Regions from separate parts of the Mus musculus genome. Here all the other regions are linked to region 3. A link is a contact called in public HiChIP or PLAC-seq and promoter capture Hi-C data. All regions are on one chromosome and are shown on one strand. Each heading gives the region's core, a stretch centred on a gene start, on an enhancer-like site or on the middle of the called end of the contact. The rest is flanking DNA. Distances are from core to core; before and after follow the strand shown.

What was found. Promoter capture Hi-C pulls out the DNA fragments that hold promoters and counts their contacts. HiChIP or PLAC-seq counts read pairs in DNA pulled down with a chosen protein or histone mark.
Region 1: a contact with region 3 is called in a promoter capture Hi-C map of pre-B cells, with 2.2 times the contacts expected there. The contact joins the promoter of Angptl1 here to the promoter of Axdnd1 in region 3. A contact is called at or near these places in 2 of 39 promoter capture datasets (pre-B cells and stem cell-derived epiblast-like cells).
Region 2: a contact with region 3 is called in an H3K27ac HiChIP or PLAC-seq map of extraembryonic endoderm stem cells, with 6 times the contacts expected there. The contact joins the enhancer-like site here to the promoter of Axdnd1 in region 3. A contact is called at or near these places in 2 of 39 promoter capture datasets (both in embryonic stem cells), 37 of 484 Hi-C or Micro-C datasets (the AML12 cell line, the C2C12 cell line, the G1E-ER4 cell line and 21 more), 11 of 115 datasets of contacts at active chromatin or transcription factors (T-cell acute lymphoblastic leukemia, astrocytes, bone marrow-derived dendritic cells and 5 more) and 4 of 9 other capture datasets (adipose tissue, embryonic stem cells, liver and 1 more).

The regions. Positions count from the first base shown.
Region 1 is chr1:156,836,719-156,840,336 of GRCm38.p6, forward strand. It overlaps Angptl1 (angiopoietin-like 1), which reads left to right and starts at 2,305. Exons shown (of 5, transcript NM_028333.2): 1 at 2,305-2,519. All of the region lies in intron 8 of Ralgps2 (Ral GEF with PH domain and SH3 binding motif 2), which reads right to left.
Region 2 is chr1:156,082,166-156,085,321 of GRCm38.p6, forward strand. All of the region lies in intron 2 of Fam163a (family with sequence similarity 163, member A), which reads right to left. Among named protein-coding and RNA genes, the nearest start is that of Tor1aip1, 47 kb to the left of the region's middle. Within about 2 kb of position 1,321, at least 13 of the 459 cell types and tissues checked have an H3K27ac peak or open chromatin away from gene starts, as enhancers often do. A contact at or near this core is called in Sertoli cells, extraembryonic endoderm stem cells and granulosa cells, where this site is marked.
Region 3 is chr1:156,418,697-156,422,191 of GRCm38.p6, forward strand. Axdnd1 (axonemal dynein light chain domain containing 1) reads right to left here and starts at 2,219. Exons shown (of 26, transcript NM_001346967.1): 1 at 2,150-2,219; 2 at 1,639-1,834; 3 at 543-715. The coding sequence starts at 1,732.

The sequences.
Region 1 (3,618 bases), core at 1,055-3,554, 420 kb after region 3:
CCTAAAATCTGTCACTCCAATTTTTGAAAAATGATGGTTAGTAACAGAAATTGTTCAAGTAAGAAAGCTAAATAACTCTCAAACTTAAAGCTCAGAGGAACCATCTCCCATCTCCCAATCCGACTAGTAGTAGTGAATGAAAACACCACTCAGTAACTGTGGGACACAAACCAGAGCTTAGAAGCTACTATCTTATCTGTCCCCGTGAAAATCTGAAAAGGGTCCAGGAAAACTCCAATCACTTGCTTTCCCTAAAAAAAAAAAAAAAAAACAGAACCCAGAATAGATGGCAACAAACAGTACAGCCTCATAGACCCTCATGGCTGTTGACATAGTAACCACCAATAACCATCAGCATTTTCCTGTTAAGATTCTAGTTGGCTTATTTATTATTTAAAGTTTACAGCCCCTTATATATTTAAATATGACAGAGGCGTTCTAAGAAATACTTCTACAAAAGTGGTAACAACCTCGTCCAGTAAGTAAAGGATACAGGTCCTACAAGACAACTGGAAGGAGTTAAGGCAGTGAGGGGGGTGAAAGCACACAGCGTGTGTAGCATGAGAAGCCCCAAGGCCTCATTCAGCAACTAGGATGCCAAGAAAGCGATGCTTTTGAGTGAGAGTTAAAAACTCAGGTTCTACTTATCATTGAGCATTAAGCCAAGCTATTGAAGATGTTGAAATTCGGGTTTCCTTAGCTATTGAATTACTAAATATTTGTTTCATGAAAAAAATAGTTATTCAAGACTTACTCTTTTGCTCTTTTGGAACCTATTTTTATAGTAGAAAAGGCTGGGCCAGAGGACATGATGATTCATCTTCAGTTCACAGTCAATGGGGAGTCAACGATCCTTTGGGTTTTCTTTTTTTCTTTTAATTCAGGGTTGTGTTTGTTTTTAAATGATACCAATCAACTAACAACAACAACAACAACAACCACCACCTTATTTTGACAATTGACACTGAATTGACTAGTTTTAACTCATCTTGACACAAGCTAGAGGAGGAAGCCTCAACTGAAAATGCCTCCATGAGATCCAGCTGAGGGCAAGCCTGGAGGAAATTTTCTTAGTGATTGATGTGAAAGGGCCCAGTCACCCCTGAGCTGGTGGTCCTATGGCTGGGTGCTATAAAGCAGGCTGAGCAAGCCAGTAAGTAGCACTCCTCCATGGCCTCTGCCTTAGCTCCTGCCTCCAGGTTCCTCCCCTGTTTGAGTTCCTATCCTGACTTCCTTTGGTGATGAACAGTGATGTAGAAGTGTAAGCCAAATCAACCTTTTCCTAAGTTGTCTTTGGTCATGGTGTTTCTTCACAGCAACAGCAACCCTAGCTAGGACAGGAGGCATAATTTTATAGGCAAGTATATTACCTATCACAGAACTTAAGATCAGAAAAAGCATCAATTATGTATTACAGAATTTAAGATTTTTCTTTCACCAGATTTACCAGTTTCCCTTGTTTTAGGTGACTACATATAAAAACAAGGGGTGTGTGTGTGTGTGTGAGTCAGGTTCTCACTAGCCCTGGCTGGTCTGCAGTGTGTGCATGTGTGTGCGTGTGTGTGTGTTTCTTCAGTCAGATTCTCACTTATTAGCCCTGGCTGGCCTGGAGCTCACTGTGTATTCCAGGCTGGCCTCAAGTTCATAGGGATTCAACTGCCTTCCGAGTGCTGAGATTAAAGGTCAAGCTAATAAAAGCAATTTTCTCTTAAACATTACACAATTACTTACAATTTTAAGCGTCCCGGAGGCTGTCAGAATAGCACTGTTAGGTGGCTGCTTCTGGGGAAAGTCTAGCTCCTTACAGCCTGCAGCTACTTCTAAAGTGGATTTCTTTTCTTTTCTTTTCTTTTCTTTTCTTTTCTTTTCTTTTCTTTTCTTTTCTTCCTTTCTCTCTCTCTCTCTCTCTCTCTCTCTCTCTCTTCCAACTCAAAAGCTCTGTGGCAGGCAGACTAAAATGTTTATTTTATAATTGCCTGCTGAACTATGATAGCCTGTTTCCAGATGGTGCCCTTCCTTCAACCTGCACACAATCTCTCCTTGTTAGAGCTATTCAGCCTCCTGCTGATCCAGCTCCCCCAGCCCCACCTCGGCAGCGAGAGGAAATCCTAAGGAGGAGGTTCCTACCCCCTCTCCTGGCTCCAGCTCTTTTCTAATGACGTAATATGTGGGCTGAACTTGAGTCTACTGAGAACGAGAGGGAATCACTCTTCGGACTGTGTGGACAGTCTGTCAGCTGCGGCTGGTTTCTGCACATTTCCATGCAGCAGACAGCACAGGCACAGAACCTTCTCTGCTGCATTAGAGAAGTCCACAGATAGCCCCAAGTTACATAGGTGGCCCAGCAAACTCAGTCCATTAGTGCTGTGAAAAGAAGTTCCTTACTCCTTGGATTCACCGGTCAGAGCAAAAAACGCAGTTACCTCTGAAGTAAAGCCGAACAAACTTCTACACTGATCTCAGAGAGCAAGGGCAAGGACGCACGTTCACGGACTCGCTTTTTTCAACAGACAACAAAGGTATTTTAATATTTCTCTTAGATTTATTCAAAATTCTATGTCAAATGCATCATTGTCCTTTGTACTAGAAAGTAAGAGATTTCTCAGGGAACTTTAGAAGATGCTGCCAATTTGTATCTGAAGGTTTTGTTTTGCATCTTTCTGTAAAAATAGTCATGAAGTGCTTCATATGTGACTACAGATTGAGACATACATGCTGGGTTCTAAACACAAATGCTCTAGTGACATTACAAAATTTTACAAGTAACTCAGTAAATGCCTAAGGCTTACACAGCGAAGGATGTAGGATAAAGGAAACAACTGTGAGCGCGGTGAGTTTCTCTTCTGAACACTGGTGTGTGTGTAAAGACGTGCACCAACTACTGCGATTTTCAAAGTATGGCTACAAAACAAAGCTAAGAGCTGGTCAGCTGAATGCTTGCAACAGAATCTCAGTTACAACTGAACAAAACTCTTCTGAGTCTTTGTTAATCTATGTTATTTCTTGTTATGATTAATCATTTTAAACAATTTCCTACAACAGAAATTTCATTTCAGCAACAGATTAAAGCTGGAAATTCCTTGGAAAAGTAATATTGATACAAACAATAATTAAAACCTCCTTCAAGGTCAGGATTGAGACCTGTCAGGGTCACCAGGATTAAGCATATGAACTCAGAAAATGTCAGTACTGAAGAAAAACTGGCAAGGCCAAAAGCCTGTTTTAAAAAAATAAAAATAAAATAACCTTCCTAACTGTCCCTAAGAGGCAGGAGCATGCCCTCAACATTCTATTGGGGGGCTTGGTTAGTCATGAGAATTATGAAATTGCTACTCACCAACAGCAAGCTTTAACACCAAAGACAGCAAGCGGTTATGGTGGGAGGATTCCCTGACTTTTAATCTTTAGTGGTAGGAATTTTCAACAAACAAATAATAGTAATGTTCAGATTTTGTTTTTTCAACTTTGCTTAAACATTAAAACTCTCAACTCTGAGCTCTGTTAAATACGTATTTTACAGGAGAGTCTGTAAAATCTCGAAATCATACTCCATCTGAAACACCATCATCTCCGTGGCTCCTGCCACGATGAAAGCAAGTCTCACTCACCTATGCAGGC
Region 2 (3,156 bases), core at 71-2,570, 340 kb before region 3:
TGGCTGTGAACCAGCAGTGTGGGCCTGCGCTTGCAACAAGGTGTCTCCTGTTCACCACAGAGCCTAAGGAGTGGGAATTTGCATTTTAAAAAAAGTCTTGGGGCTGGTGAGATGGCTCAGTGGTTAAGAGCGCCGACTGCTCTTCCGAAGGTCCGGAGTTCAAATCCCAGCAACCACATGGTGGCTCACAACCATCCGTAACGAAATCTGATGCCCTCTTCTGGAATGTCTGAGGACAGCTACAGTGTACTTACATATAATAAATAAGTAAATCTTTAAAAAAAAAAAAGTCTCAGGAGATTTATTTGCACATGAGTCTGATCAGAGGTGCCACGCTGTTCTGGCTGAACTATCTCAGAGACTTTTGGTCGTCTTTGGTCTTCTGTCCCCTGTGCCAGTTCAGGCTGAACTGGTGTACTGGCTTCCTAACGAGCCTTCCTGGGTTTGTGTGTGAGACCTGTGCTTTCCACTGTGGTTCGGCCTTTCTTCAGCCCCTCCTGTGCCTGCCTGTGACTCCAGCATCTTTCTAGCACTGCCTGAAAATAGATACATAGTTTTAAGTTGACTAGCTTCTACCAAAATAAGACTTGAAGAGTGGAATACATGGGAAGGCACTGCGGTCGGGAGGGCACTGCGGTCGGTCGGATCCAGAATTGGGACGAGAGCTCAGGAATGGGGCAGCCAAGTAAGGCTGCTTGGTGCCTTGAAGGATGTGTAAGATCTGAATACATGGAGAAACATGATCACATACCACCAGAGCCCCTCAGGACTTCCCATCACCACCAGCGTCAAAGGCTCTGCCCTCCCCAACTTTCCTGCAGGTTCACCTTCATTTACCTTCTACTCAGCCCCCATTGTTCCTTCAGCTGAAGCTCCTGCTCCCTGTAGCAGTCCTGGCTCTTGTGTATGTGTGTGTGTGTGTGTGTGTGTGTGTGTGTGTGTGTGTGTTTGCTGATTACTGATCTTACAAGTCCGAGATAAATCCTGTAAGCTGAGAGAAGGTGGTGCTGATAGAAACGAAGCAGTCCAGGGGTTGAAAAACACGGGGGTGGGGTGGGGTGGATTGGGGAGGAAAAGGAAGGGGGAGGGGAAATGGCTGGTGAACAAGGCCCTGAGAACTAAAAAAGTCTGGGAAGGCTGGGACTCACTAGGAGTAGGCATGAAGTAAACAGGGTTTTGTTGGAGTGATGTTCTTGTGCAGTGGGTAAAGACTATCCTTGTATTATTCAAATGTTGGTGAGAAATCAACACCGAGAGATGGGTAGAGGCCGACTTTGGTTTTGTCTCGGTGTTTTGTAAACATTCTTCTCCGCCATCCTTGGGTCAATAAAGAGCTTCTCAGACAATTGCAGAGGAAATGGGAAGGTTGGACTTCGGATCCCAGCCCCCTAGGGGTCCCAGGGAGAGAGAAGGATGCGAAGGACCACAGGAAAAAAGATAGAGAGACCATGGGGAGAGATCAGGAGGATTTGCCAGGAGATAGCCGTGACAGAGTAGGACGTGGACCAGAGCGAGCCAGGGCGATACAAATTGAAGGTCCTCTGGCTGGGAAGTAGCCTTAGAGTTGGGATAGCTCAGAACCTGCAAGCCTAGGTTTGCAGCTTGTTAATAAACTTAATAGACCTTTGTGTCAGTTATTTGGGAACCAGACTGGGCTAAGAGGCATAGAAATTCCCTGCAGTTACTCTGGTACAAAGAGGGTAGAAGAAAAGTCCCGAAGACTTCGAGTTACAGGGCTTCAGGACAGAAGAGGAGCTGAGACTCGATTCCTTTGGAGGTGATGGGAAGTCCTGAGGGGCTTTGGTGGCATATGATCATCTTTCTCTACTTGTTCAGATCTCACACATCCTTCAAAGCACCAAGCAACCTTCCTTGGCTGCCCCATTCCCAAGTCCTTGCCTCAATTCTGGATTCTACCGCAATATCTTTCCCCTTTCCATATTCTATTTCTCAAGTCTTATTCTAGTGGGTACTAGTGAATATATATATATATATAACATATGAGTGTTTTGCCTGTGTGCATGCATGTGCACCACATGTGTGTACCTGGTACCTGAGGAAGCCAGATAGGGTTTTAGATCCCCTGGAATTGGAGTTACACATGGCTGTGAGCTACCCATGTGGATGCTGGGAATTGAATCAGGATCTTCTTGGGGATAAAAAAAACAAAACAAAACAAAAAAACCCAGCAAGGGCTCATAATTGTGGAGCCATTTTTCTTTTGATGCAAAAATACCTTAAGCCTTCTACTAAGTTGTGTATATTGCGGGGGCTTTGGGGGGGTTCTGCCTGAGATTCAATAATAAAGACATGGAGACATCTCTATGGTATGAGGCTGTTATGTTAGCCTGTTTGCTAGGGCAGTCCCTCAGCCACACATGTCTCTCCACCAGGCCTCCCTGACCCACCAGGCCCACCCTGACCAGGCCTCCCTGACCCACCAGGCCCACCCTGACCAGGCCTCCCTGACCCACCAGGCCCACCCTGACCAGGCCTCCCTGACCCACCAGGCCCACCTTGACCAGGTCTCCCTGACCCCACCAGGTCTCCCTGACCAACCCCTGCTCTGCTTCAGTCCCTCTGCCCCAGCTCCTATGGCAAGCAAGCTCTTTATCAAAAGCCACATTCCTTTCTCCTAGAAAAAAAAATCTATTAGTGTAGGAGAGGCTCTACAGTCTACTCATTGTGAGCAGGGCTAAGCCCAGTCCAAACCTCAGCGTTGCCTCTTGGCAAGATTAAGGGCAATGTGACCTTCTGTGACACCCCCCCCCCGCCCCGTGACAACTTTTTAATATGATAATATCAGAGAATCCACTTGGCACAGTGATTAACAATTGAGAATGCTGGGACACACTTTCTTTTCTTTTCCTTTTTAAAAATTGGTTATTTTTTTATTTACATTTTAAATGGTACCCCCTTTCTTGGTTCCCCCCTCTAGGATACCTCCTATCCCATTCCCCCTCCCCCTGCTTCTATGAGAGTGTTCCTCCACCCACCAACCCACCCACTCCCACCTCCCTGCCCTTGATTCCCCATATACTGGAGCATCTATCGAACCTTCATAGGACCAAGGACCTCTCCTCCTATTGATGCCTGACAAGGCCATCCTCTGCTTACATATGCAGCTGGAACCATGTGTACTCCTTGGTTGGTGGC
Region 3 (3,495 bases), core at 969-3,468:
GTTGGTAGCCACCATGTGGTTGCTGGGAATTGAACTCATGACCTCTGGAAATGCAGTCAGAGCTCTTAACTGCTGAGCCATCTCTCCAGCCCCTGGCTTTGTTTTTGTTTTTGTTTTTGTTTTTGTTTTTGAGACAGGATCTTATTGTATAGCCCAGTCAGCCTGGAACTTGTGGCAATCCTCCTGCTTCGGCCTCTGACGTGATAGAACTATCAGTGCCAGCCACCATGCTCAGCAAGATCTGAATTTTGAATTTTGTAGTTGGTAAGATGGCTCAGCAGCTGAAAGAGCTTGCAACCCCATGCATGACTTGTGCTCCCCCCACCCCCAGCCCATGCTGGAGAGAGAAAAGCAGACCTTGAAAGCTGTCTTCTGACCCTGAGCCCAAACTCACACACGAACTAATAATAACGGTTTTTTTTAATTTAAATATGCATTTTAAAAGATCATCTGAACACAACTTCTGCTCACCAAACACTTAACAAAGTGAATTTTAAAAAAGGGATTGTGACCCCAAACATGATAGGTATGTATATACAAACCTTTGGGGCTTTAGGTTTCTTCACAGGCAGTAAGCTTTCAGGACAGGGACCGGCATTAGCTGCATAGTTCAGAGAGAGAAGAACTTCCTCGGGGATTCTGTAGTCATTCTGAAGGGGAGGAAGGGGTTTGAGGTGGTTCACCATGGATTTTTTCTCCTTTAGCTCAGGAAGCCCTAAGGAAGTATTAGGAAAGACAAACTTTTAATGGAGTGTTCCGGGGAGTTAAAGTTTCCCAGACTGCCTCAGCAGTATCCTGTGTTTCTAACAAGAAGGGTGCCTCTAGCAGAGGAGCCCAGCTACAAAGAATACTTAAAGCAGGAGTAGCTAGAAGGGTGGAGGGAAGAGTGGAAGGGGGATGTGAGAACATGCAGAGAGATACAAAGTAAAAGGCCTGGGTTACACAGAGTGAGTGTACAGCCAACCCAAGCCCCAACCCCTCCACTGCCCTGCAACATAAATAGTGAATAGGTAGCTAGCTCAGGATAGAGTGCTTGCTTAGTGTAAGTCCTTGAGTTGAATCCGTACCTCCTTGAGTTGATGATGGAACTGTAGCAAAATATAAATAAGAAACAACCCAAAAAGCTCTGTGACCTTAAGACTGGAGATAGCCTCAGTCTGATGAGCAAGAGTGAGACGGTGACTGCCTTGATTCTTATTCTGGTACAGGTTCTACATTTATCATTACGTCTTTTTACATTTTTCTTGAAACAGGGTCTCACTATGTAGCTCCCACTAGCCTGGAATTTACTATGTAGACCAGGCTGACCTCAAATTCACAGAGATCACCTGCCTCTGCCTTCCAAGACACAGCCCCAAGGATGGAAATCTTAAGGAATCTCAAAAAACATCTTGAATCTTATACAAATAGGCATATTGAACTAAGTTATGTTTTTCTTATCCACATAACTATGTTTTTAAAGCTCCCTTGAAGTCAGAGAAGAAGCAACCAAACTTCATATAGCTATTAGTATTTAAATGAAGATGAAACAGTATTCTGACTTGGTGAGTGTTCAGGCTGGCTAAGGAGAAAGGGAGAACGGATTGCAAATTCTTTCAGTAGCCCTAATGGTTCTGTCCACGGCATCCTTAAGTTTACCTTTTGCCTCCTTGACTACATAGAGTTTTGCCTGTTTGGACTCAGATGTTGATGGGGAGGTCAGCGAAGTGTCCGACACTTTGTGGAGAGACATAATAATCAATGCCTGGGATCACTCTCAGAACTATTAATCCTCCAAAAAATTAATTCAAAAACAAATCAAAATCGTGTTCAGACTTTCAAGCTGTCCATAATTCTGTAGGCAAAACAAAGCAAATGAACAGAGAGATCTCTTGAGTGTTTGTGTTCAGACTGAATTTCAGAATTCATCTGGCGTGGTTTCCTTTCTTTGGGGAGCCCTCTAAGATAACTTGACATGACAGAGATGGGGTATGGGTGGGTCAGAGTCAGGGCCCAGCCCGGGAAAGTCAGGCTCCGCCTCCCTACAGACTGCGGGCGGGTCAGCGCGACCCAGCTCCGCGGGCGCGAGTGGGGCGGGGCTCCCACGGTTCTTTCAGCAAAGTCCTAGGACTGCACTGTAGGAGTGCACGACACCGGCCGCTGTACCCACAAGTTGTGTTTGCCGCCTGGCGTCGGAAGGCCATCCCTTTTCCGGAACGCCCTGCGTCGTCATAGCAACGCAGCACATTTCTGCCCCCCCCCCCACGCTCCCCGCTCCCCCCCCGTCCTAGCAACTTGCGGGCCGAGCCGCCTCCGGCAGAGCCGTCAAAAGAAAAGAGATGAAAAGGAGTCTCTACACTCTCTAGAAGTTTCCGTGTGTTTTTAGTCATGGGTAGTAGCAATAAGGAAGAATATTGAATCGGGTTGTTGTCTCGGAATGGGATAGGCTCTCGAAACCGCGCTTCCGGGTGCAGACTGCGCAAGCGCAGACCTGCGCCGGTAGAGACTCCCCGGGCCCTGCCCTTGCAGAGAGGGTGATGTAGCAATGAGACCTTCTGCTCTTGAATCTGTTCAGGGCTAGCATAATCTATGAGTTCTGAATCCGCCAGGGAAACTTAGTGACAACCTTGTCTCAAAAAGAGAGGAGGAGGAGTAAACTAGCAAACAGCCTAGTTCTGTTGTTCAAGTCACTTCTATGCACTCAGTTCGTGTTCGTAAGTGCGGTTCATCTTAGTGTCAGGTAGCTTTCTATGCCAACAGTAGCTGAAGGAGAAGACAAATACCTGAGCAGGACTTTCTCACCTAGGCTAATGGAGGTTACAAAGAAAGAAATGGGCCCCAATTTGCATTTGCAGTAGCATCGGCTCTCTAGCATTCTCTCTAAAGAATCTACTGATTGTAGGAGCAAGCACATCATGATCAGTAGTTGGCAACAATCTTCCCATTGACGCGCCTATGGAAACGAGCACAGAGTAACTCTGCTCACCCTGCATGACCTAACTGTTGCCACCCATTCCTGCAGTGCAAGGGAGATGGGAGAAATCTCTTCAGAGATTGTGTCCATTTATTGAATCAAATGGCTATTCATTGTCGTGCAGGGGCAAAGGACAGCATGGTGGGGGGGTGGGGGGGGGTGTCGGTTTATGAAGGTTTAGGGTCCACTTGGACTCAAGTTAACCAAGACTGTGCATCTGGCTTGTGACGTTGATAAAACAGTTTGTAGATTGAACAAGAGAAAGCTCTTGTGGGTGTGCCACACTCACGGTTGGCATGACTGCTCACTTTGATTTTATACTTTTAATTCTTTTAGGTTATGTATATGTGCTTATTGTGTGTGAGGGAAGATGCCCCAGAGAAGAGGGAATCAGACCCCCTGGAGTTACAGGTGGTTGTGAGCCACCTGACATGGGTTCTAGGAACCAAATTCAGGTTATCTGCAAGAGCAGTCTGCCCTCTTAGCTACTAAACCATCTCTCCAGCCCCCAAATGTTGGTTTTAAATAATGCTGTTAGAATT